Regions from separate parts of the Mus musculus genome. Here region 1 is linked to region 2. Evidence: chromatin contacts called from public promoter capture Hi-C data. All regions are on one chromosome and are shown on one strand. The core of a region is the stretch at or near the end of the contact, and the rest is flanking DNA. Distances in the headings are between cores, read along the strand shown. Region 1 holds the start of Clmn (calmin). Region 2 holds the start of Gsc (goosecoid homeobox).

Region 1 (4,276 bases), core at 175-2,674, 390 kb after region 2:
GTACAGTAGCAGAATCCAGAGCTGCCAGTGCAGTGCCCACTCCCTGAGCCGCCCGCTGGCTCCTTTTCAGGTCACCTCTGCAGACCTGCACTGTCCTTGCCAAACCTCAGTTGGAGAGGGCCACGTGAGCTCCCAGAAAACATTCTCTCAGGTGTAATGTTTAATCTAGACTCTTCCCCCCCACCCCCCGCAGGGGCTCCCTGCCCTGCTGGCAAAAGGGACACCCACAATCCTCCTGCCCCACCTCTGTCCAGACCTTCCAGTTGGATCCTGGCGAATTCAACCTTGGACTCTTCTTCAGCCCCGAGTCAGTAGGGGAAGTGGCTTAACCCAGCCTCACCTGTGCATGGGGCCAGGTGGGTGAGGAGGCCGGAAGTGGATTTATGTCCAATTCTGCAAAGCTCCCATAGGAGAGAGGGGGCTCGAAACACACTCCACCCACAGGGCTTGAGAGCAATGCCTTTTGCGAGTGGGAGGGGTGGGTCTCTTTTCCTTAAGAGCGCTCTCTCTCTCTCTCTCTCTCTCTCTCTCTCTCTCTCTCTCTCTCTCTGTGTGTGTGTGTGTGTGTGTGTGTGTGTGTGTGTGTTTGCTAAGTTTCCACACCCAATACTTTCTTTTGGAAGATACTTCATAGTCATAGGTGGCAGAACCACAGAGCCCAAGTCTGACACACGGGCCACCAGGAGTTTCTCTTTCATCTTGTCAACCGCCTCAGGCAAGGGGGTTTAGTTCCAGCCCCTCCCTAGTCTGTGGGGCTGGGTAGAGAAGGTCTTCTGAACCTCACTCAGTTCACTGGAGTCCTCAGCGTGCCCCCATCATCCAGAGCCTCTCGGGACTGACGCTGTGCCCCACTCCAGGTCCCCAGCCCCATAGCTACTTCGGAAGAGCTTTAAGTCTGGCTTGTGCGCACACAGCACACAGTGGCACTTTCTCCTGGCCCTGACCCGGGCCACCGCCCCCCAAGACTCCACGTACAAACTTCTCTAAACTACCGGAGGCGGTAGGAGGGGGGTGATGGTCCCCTGCTGGGAATGGGGTGCACACACGCGCGTGCCCACACGCACACGCGTGCACACACACGCCCACGCACCGCCCCACCCCCTGAGCTCTGCAAACCCGGCGCAGGCCAGCCACACCGGCTCCGGGGCGCACGGGGGGAACCAGCCGGGCCCACGCTTGGTGGATACGGGCCCTCCGGGGAGGCCGGGGCCGCGGTACCTTGCAGGTTTTGCACACGGATGTCGCTGATCTGCCCGATGAGCTCCTCGCGCTGGAACCAGTCCCACTCCTGAGCAGCCATGGAGCGCGCGCGGCGGGCCGGGGCGGCGGGCGGCGGGCGGCGGGCAGCGGGCAGCGAGAGGTGGGCGGCTAGCGCGGGGCTGGTGGGCGGGCGAAGGGCCGGCCCCGCCGCGGGCGGACGGGCTGGCGGGCGGGCGCGGGCGGCGGAGCGGGGCGCCCGGCGCGCGCTCACTGCCCGGCGGGGGCGGGGGCCCCGGGCGGGAGGGAAGAGGGCGGGGCGGGGCGGGAGGAGCCGGCCTCAGGACAGTCCTTTTTTTTTTTTTTTCCTTTTTTTTCCTCCCCCACCCGCAGGGTGGGTGTTGGTTGGATTGTTTGGTCGCAAACGCACAATGATGAGGCACAGGGGGGTCGCAGCCCATAGATTGTGATGTCTTGAGGGGGTGGGCCTGGTGACGCAAGCCAGGGTGCCCCTAGCGCTGGTCCAGGATGTCTGCCCCTTCCCTATCCTGTCCCTTCTAGTCGCAGTAGGAACTCCTCCTATGCCTGGATCATCTCCCTGCTAAAGGCAGCTAAACCCTGTCCATCTCTGATCCCAGGACCATGGAAAGTGAGTGATGGGCTAAGTGATGTGGAGATGGAGTTTCCTATAGAGCAGGAGTTGGGGGCAGCGGGAGTGGGAGGGGGGATCCTTTCTTGGTTTAAGAGTAAAGGCCACTTCCGGTTCTCTCCAGCTGTTGGGAGAAACAGCTCTCCTCCCAGAAATGGGTTCCTTTGGGGTCTTGGCCACAAGAAATCTGGTGCTTTATCGAAACCCCAAGGACAGGCTGGGCAATGGCTCAGGTGGTTCCCTGCTTGCCTCGCACGCAGGAAGCCTTGGGTTTGATCCCATGCGCAACATAAACGGGGTCTTTGCATAATCTGTGGTCCTAGCACTCTGGAGATGGAGACAGCAGGAGAAGTTCAAGGTCATTCACAGCCACCTGGATGAGTTTAAGGTCATCCTGGGATACCTGAGACAGAACAGGCCTTTGTGGTTCCCACTCTGGGCCCCTGTGTCTTTTAACCTGAGAATTCTGGAGCTTATCTTGTTTGGGGCTCCACAGGGCCTGTGTACTTGCAGCCAACTCCTTTATCGGTTAGCCAACAGAAAATCTGGGAGTTTGTCTAAAGTGAGGAATGACTTAGGGGTACACAAGTCCCAGTGTCTTGCTCTCTGTTCAGATCCTACCTACAAGAAAACCAAGTATGCCATTGGTAGGATGAATGCCCAGAGGGAGAAAGTGCGCAGAGCTCTCTGAGTATGGAGACTCACCGAGGCCTGCTGACCATTGCCATGTCTGTGGAAAGCCCAGCAATGAGCAAGCAAAGATGAAGGCCACAGACATGTCTCCTGGGAGAAGCGGGCCCTGGGGGGGGGGGGGGCAATGAGAAGACCCTTAAGTCATTTGTGTTTAACCCAATAACCAGCTGAGATGACAATCCCAGATCAAAGTGATCTTCAGAAAGGGGGACATTGTCAGCTGAGGGCAAGGAGCCAGGGTGGAGGTAACATCAGCAAGGGTCCCATAAAGCCTGACCCTGAAGCTGAGACTAAAGGAAGGGAGAGGCCCACCTCCCCAACCCCCCAGAATCCAACCCCCAGGACCAGGCATCCACCCAGCAGAGTAGATCATGATCTCAGTGCAGATCATGGGTGTCTGAGGCTCTCACTAGACCACTCTGTCCCTGCCTGGATTCAAGGTTACGCTATAGAGCCAGGTCCAGTTAACATGCATGGTCTCACCTCTCCTCCACAAGGCATCCCACTTGAATTCGATTTCTATCTTTGCTGTGGGTTGAAAATCATTTCCTTCACAAAGCCAAGTGCTAAGAAAGTCAGCTTCGTTGTCTCCATTGTGAGATGGCCAATAGAGAACTTGACTCAAAACAGTATGTGGTTGAAAAATGATCAGAAAGGACGGGCTATCTGTGATGCCTATTCTTGGGAATGACGGGGAAGGAGGCCTGAGTCACTGCTGATTAAACACCAACTGTAAACCTGATGTTTCTTTGAATCAAAATGGAAGGAATTTTAGGTGGTTTTCCAAATGGCCTGGGAGCCAGAACTCACTGTGAAGCTGAGCCCTAACAGCACCTGGATTGTCACTGAATGAATAGGATCTCCTACAGGACCTCTAAGGGCGTTGGGAGCACACCTGGTCTCTCTCATTGGTCCTTGGGCTTATACCCTCACCTGTCAATTATAGTACTCCACTTCGATCTATCGCTACAAGTTGCTGCAGGTCCTGGCTATCACCAGGGCTTGTGGTCTGGTGCGCTCTGTCCCTCTTGGATTCATGTTTGGAAGCCTGCCCAGCCAGCATGGTGATTTCAAGAGGCTATGAGACCCTAAGAGGTGTGGCCTCCTGAGGGGTCTTAGGTCTCAGAAGGAATTAAAGTTGTTGTCGTGGGACCCCAGCTGTTGTCACAAGACCAAGTTACCACAGAACAAGTAAGCTGGGGTATCAGAGGGTTGTAGTAGCACTTACCTGCTATGCACAAGGTCCTAGATTCCAAACCCAGCACCACCAAGGGTGATCCCTCCAGCTCCCTTGCTTCCTGGTTTGTGGGCAGTCTCTCCCTGTCACTCAATCCCACCATGATGTCACCACTGCAGTGAGAGATTGCCAGGAGCCTCATCGTGACCGTGGCTATGCCACATGCACTTTAAGCCCTTTCAAAATGGAACAAAACTCCCATTTGTTAGTCACAGAAACAGAACATGGACCGATAAACATGTCACCTCCAGGCCTTTACCTAACTCGTCCCCTGTGACACAATCCCCGGCTCCTCCCTTTCTCAGCTTATGCCTCCTGAATCCCACTCACCTCAAGAGCACCTTCTCCATCACCCTGGCCTGCTGGGTGACTGACTGGTGCCAACCTGGCGCTATTTGGTATACCCTCCTAAACCCTGCTGGCCCATGTCTACACAGCATGAGCATAACATTTCCTTAATGGCTTTTCCTCAATCACCCATGAGGTCCTAAAGAACACAG
Region 2 (4,673 bases), core at 1,564-4,063:
AAATTTAACATATTAAAGCCATTTCGTCACAGATGGCAGCCAGAGAGACCTCGGCTGCTCCAGAGAGAAAAGTAAATTTGCCACCAGCAGTAGATAGATAGGGAGTGCTCCTTCCTTCAGGGGTGCTCCTTCCTTCAGCGGTGGATGGTATCTGGTGTTGGGGGCAGATAGCCCTCACTGGAAGAGTCTACCATCTCCAAGGGACTCACTCCTCTGGTCGGTAGTTCTACAATGCTCTTAGAACAAGAGACCCACTAGGCCCTTTCCAACCTTTAACAAGCTAGCTGGAAAACTGAGAGGACCACATTAGTGGGCAGAAAAGTAAGTCCCCGCACACAGTTCTCAGTGGAGCTCCCTTAGGGTGTAAGCACCAGATCTGTGTCCTGGAAACAAACGCTCTAGGCTCAAAGGGAGCAAGAGACAGCTCCCCGCGGAGGTGGCAGCCAGAAAGAAAGCACCAACAACCAGGAGAGCTACTCTTTTTGGAACAGAAATTCAATTCTGGGTGGCCTTGAGTCTAGGGTGATTTCGAAAGCAGAGGTCCCCGAGTGGGTGGCTGAGAAGGGGCTCTGAGGAAGCTTCAAGGAACTAAGGAATGATAGAAAAGGTGAAGCTTTCAAAAGCCCGGCCTGCACTCCCCACCCCTTCCCGAAGACCCAGGATACCCAGCGCAACCCAGTCCTACCTCCCAACCCCTACTCTGCTGCTTTTAATTGCCTTCTGCATCGCAACTAAACAGATTTCTTTCCTAGGCCTCAACTGATGGCACGAGGGTAGGAAATACAACATGGCTGGTCTACATTGCCATCACTTTATTGTATTGTCACCGTTAACTTAACTATAAATACTACGGTGGGGGACGAGGCTCACGCAGGCAGCCCGGGACAGTGGGGCTGCGGTCCCCACGCGCCTGTCCCCAGCAGTCCTGGGCCTGTACATTATTTACAGCTAGCTCCTCGTTGCTTTCTCGACCCCCTCCCGCAAGGCAGGGTGTGTGCAAGTAGCATCGACTGTCTGTGCAAGTCCTTGCGTCAGGCAAGCGCCCCGGCCGGCCCGCGGCCGCGGCCGTCAGCTGTCCGAGTCCAAATCGCTTTTACCTTCCTCTTCCCTCTTCTCCGGCGAGGCTTTTGAGGACGTCTTGTTCCACTTCTCGGCGTTTTCTGACTCCTCCGAGGAGGATCGCTTCTGTCGTCTCCACTTGGCTCGGCGGTTCTTAAACCAGACCTGTTGCGCAACCAAACAGTGGTGACCTAAAGGCTGCTGCCCACCGACACCAGGGCACCGGGTGGCCCCGCGTGGCCAGGGGACAGCCTGACCGTGGAACCTTAGCCTGGCAGGGAGAAATCCGCAGGCAATCGCTGTGCTCAAGACCAACAAAAGGAGAAGCACCCTCCACGCTTCCTCTTTTCCTTCTTGGGCCTAAAGTACCCTCGGGCAGCCTCCAGGCCACAGCCTCTGGGATGCTCTTAGAGTGGCCACATCCCAAAGGAGGACCCGGCAAAAGCCGCGTGCAGGGAAGGACCGCTAGACGCCCCCACCCCAGCCCACCCCCGCTGGGGCTCTTGCCTACCTCCACCTTCTCCTCCCGAAGGTGCACCTTCCTGGCCAGCTGCTCCCGAGTGCCCACGTCTGGGTACTTCGTCTCCTGGAAGAGGTTCTCCAGGGCTTCGAGCTGCTCATCGGTGAAGATGGTGCGGTGCCGCCGCTTCCGCCGACAGTGCAGCTGGTTGAGCAGCTGCAGCTCAGTGCGCGACAGCGTGCCCACGTTCATGTAGGGCAGCATCTGGTGCGGCACCGGAGACACCAGTACAGAACCGGGGCCCTCGTAGCCTGCGACAGAGAGAGGGACGGGAGTCAGTCATCCTCCCTCGGCACCGTAAGCCAACCCGCTCGCTGCCCTCGCTCACTTAAAAATAAAAAAAGTCTGCAAGGGGCGCTATGTCTTTGGGGGGCACCGAGACCAGGGATGCCCAGACGTGGAAGGAGCGTCTGCCTGCACACATCCAAAAGCCAGTTCAGGCACTTTAGAATCTCCCCGCGTCCTCACTTCATTCCCGCGCGCGCGTGGAGTCGCCCCGAGACTCCCGGTGACTCGGCTTTTTAAACTCTAACCTAAAGTTTACAGTAGACGTATGCAAAGTCCCCGTACCCGGTGACCCAAAAATATATTAATTAATTAAAAGTAAAAGATAAATAAATAAATGGGAGAACGGGGAAGGCTTGCAAAGGGAGAAAGTTGGTGCCAGGTGAGTAAAGCAAGCAAACCGCGCGTCCATGCCCCGGCAGCCACCGACTGCCGCAGTGGCGAAGGCCGGCTCGCGAGCGATCGCGACCCTACCTGGGGGCGTCGGGACGCAGGAGCACTGCTGGGCGCCCAGCGGCGGCACAGCCCCGCAGCAAGCCGGGCCCACGGGCGCCGCCTGCACGTGCAGCTGCCCGTAGAAGTAGCTGTTGTAGCCCAGGCGGGAGCTGCCGACCGCGGCCGGGAGGCCCGCGCCTCCGGGGGCCACAGGGCGCGGGTAGAAGGCGCCGTAGTCCGAGGAGGTGCCGCCGCCGGCGCCGTAGAGCGAGTCCCCGTGTAGAGCCGGGAAGACCACCGGAGCCGCGGCGCTGGGCGCCACCGGGAGCACCGCGTCTTTGCAGCGCGGCCGGGCGGCCAGGATGTTGTCGATGCTGAACATGCTGGCGGGCATCCCCGAGCCCCGCGTCGGGACCGGGGGGCGGCGGGGACGCGCCGAAGAAGAAGAAGTCTCCAAGTGGTGTTGTTTGGGGTGGGGGTTGGGAATTGTCCCACTCTCTGCTCCCGCGGGCGAGCAAACCGAAAGAGAGCGCGGGCGAGCGCGCAACTCGCGCCCCTCCCCGCCCCCTGCGTCCGAACTCCCTCCTCCCGCCCTCTCCTCCCCTCGCCGCCGCCTAGCTGAACTCAACCCGCGGGTAGGACGCAGCTCCGACCGGCTCAACCTCTTGTTGGTTTTATACTGAGTCGACGTCATCCTGGATTTAGTTCCTGGTAATATGCAGATGACAAACAGAACCAGATTTGGTCCTTTTCTTTTCCTTTGGGTGGTGTGGAATGGGGAGGTGGGGGTGGGCGGGGGGCGCTTGCAGGGGAGGGGGAGAGATGCCAAGAGGAGGGGGGCCACAGGGCCTGAAAAAGATTGTGGATTGAGAATTAATGAAATTAACCTAATCTTTTCCATTCGGCAGCCCCGGCGCGGCCCCGGCCTTGCTGGGCGGGCGGCCTAATTGCCCAGGTTAATCTTATTAATACTATTGTCCTGCCGCCGTTAACAACTCCGCCGCCGACCTCTCCGCCCCGACCCTTTTCTCTCTATTATGGGGTGCGATTTCCTATGGTTGTAGCTCAAATTCATTGTGGCTAATTTTACTTTAGGACTACTTTTTACTCTCTTTCGGAATCTGTTTGCTTTTAAGAAATGAGGGTGGCTGTGTCCTCCCTCAACTAAGACTGAAAGTGCCCCCCCCCCGCAGCCAACCCCCTACCCCGTGAACTCACTGCCTAATTTCACTTCTCCACCCCCCCCTCCGTCTCTTTCCCAAAATCTTTTGTTTTTGCGAAAGCCAAATTTTCTCAGAGCAAAAACCATGAAAGTAGAAACGCGTCCGCCTTCGTACAAGTTGTCTTTTTTCTTCTTCTTCTTCTTAAAGCGGTCACTCTGGGTCTGAAAACTACCCTGACTCTCCCTAGCTCCTAACACACCAGTGAAGAGCAAATTCAGCCAGTCTTTAAAATTCACCACCCAGAGGAGCGCTCTGAAGCGATGCTTCCAGAGGCTTCCCGCGTGGGTGCCGATAGGTTCTGTGTATTTTTGATTATTAGTCTGGGAGAAGGGGTGCCTTCCCCCCCCCCAAAAAAAATTTTTTTGGCTTTAATTCTCGTGGGATCTACCGGGACTGCCTGTCTCCTTTCTCAACATATTGAGTGGCGTCCCTCTCTCAATCAGCGAGCTCTCCGAAAGGCCTCTAGCTGTCCTTCCAGGCCCGCGCTGGCCTCCGGGGGACCCCAGCGGCCTGGACAAAAGTCGGGCCACTGCGGGCGGCCGTGATGATTTGCGGGATTCTCCGTGAGGCACGGCCGAACCGCGGGAGGCGCAGCCAGCCTAGATCTGCGCGCTGGCGGCTGGGCGACCTGCGGGAAGGTAGGCGACCCTCTGGGCAGAACGAAAACAGAGGCCCAAAGTCGTGCGTCCCGGTGCCAGCCCGGGAATTGCACCGCCATCGCGCAGGCCACTCTCCAGCTACTCCAGGAGAGACCTGGGTAGAGGACTTCCATACCATTTGTGGAGATTCCTCTCTCACTGATAAGTCTGAGATAACTTCAACGCTGTCTAAAGCCGTACAATAAATGCTAAGTCCTCCCTGGCACTGGAGGAGATCCTGGGACCTCTCCTTATTGCTCTTCCTGGGTTAGAGAATCATTGCGGTAAGTTTGGTCCCGCCTGGGCGCAGAACTAGGCAGTGCGTGGGAGCAGCCACCCGGAACTTAGGAAAGCGTGTACCTCCGTGCCCTCCAGCCCACCCACGCATGGCCTAGGACACTTGATTTGCTTACGTTGCAAATTGGGGGTGGTGGTAAGGATTGGATAGAGACCGGCTTCAGTTGGGGAGGTGACAGTTTCTTGTTTTTGTTTTAAGAGAAACAAAGTCTTCTC

Evidence for each region. Promoter capture Hi-C pulls out the DNA fragments that hold promoters and counts their contacts.
Region 1: a contact with region 2 is called in a promoter capture Hi-C map of embryonic stem cells. The contact joins the promoter of Clmn here to the promoter of Gsc in region 2. A contact is called at or near these places in 17 of 39 promoter capture datasets (the 3T3-L1 cell line, the C10 cell line, cranial neural crest and 8 more), 5 of 115 datasets of contacts at active chromatin or transcription factors (craniofacial prominence, embryonic basal ganglia, embryonic forebrain and 2 more) and 2 of 9 other capture datasets (adipose tissue and liver).

The regions. Positions count from the first base shown.
Region 1 is chr12:104,863,652-104,867,927 of GRCm38.p6, forward strand. Clmn (calmin) reads right to left here and starts at 1,425. Exons shown (of 14, transcript NM_053155.2): 1 at 1,219-1,425. The coding sequence starts at 1,300.
Region 2 is chr12:104,470,423-104,475,095 of GRCm38.p6, forward strand. It overlaps Gsc (goosecoid homeobox), which reads right to left and starts at 2,814. Exons shown (of 3, transcript NM_010351.1): 1 at 2,339-2,814; 2 at 1,571-1,830; 3 at 787-1,224. The coding sequence starts at 2,693. The coding sequence ends at 1,069. It overlaps Gm10000 (a long non-coding RNA gene), which reads left to right and starts at 3,108. Exons shown (of 6, transcript XR_381874.2): 1 at 3,108-4,160.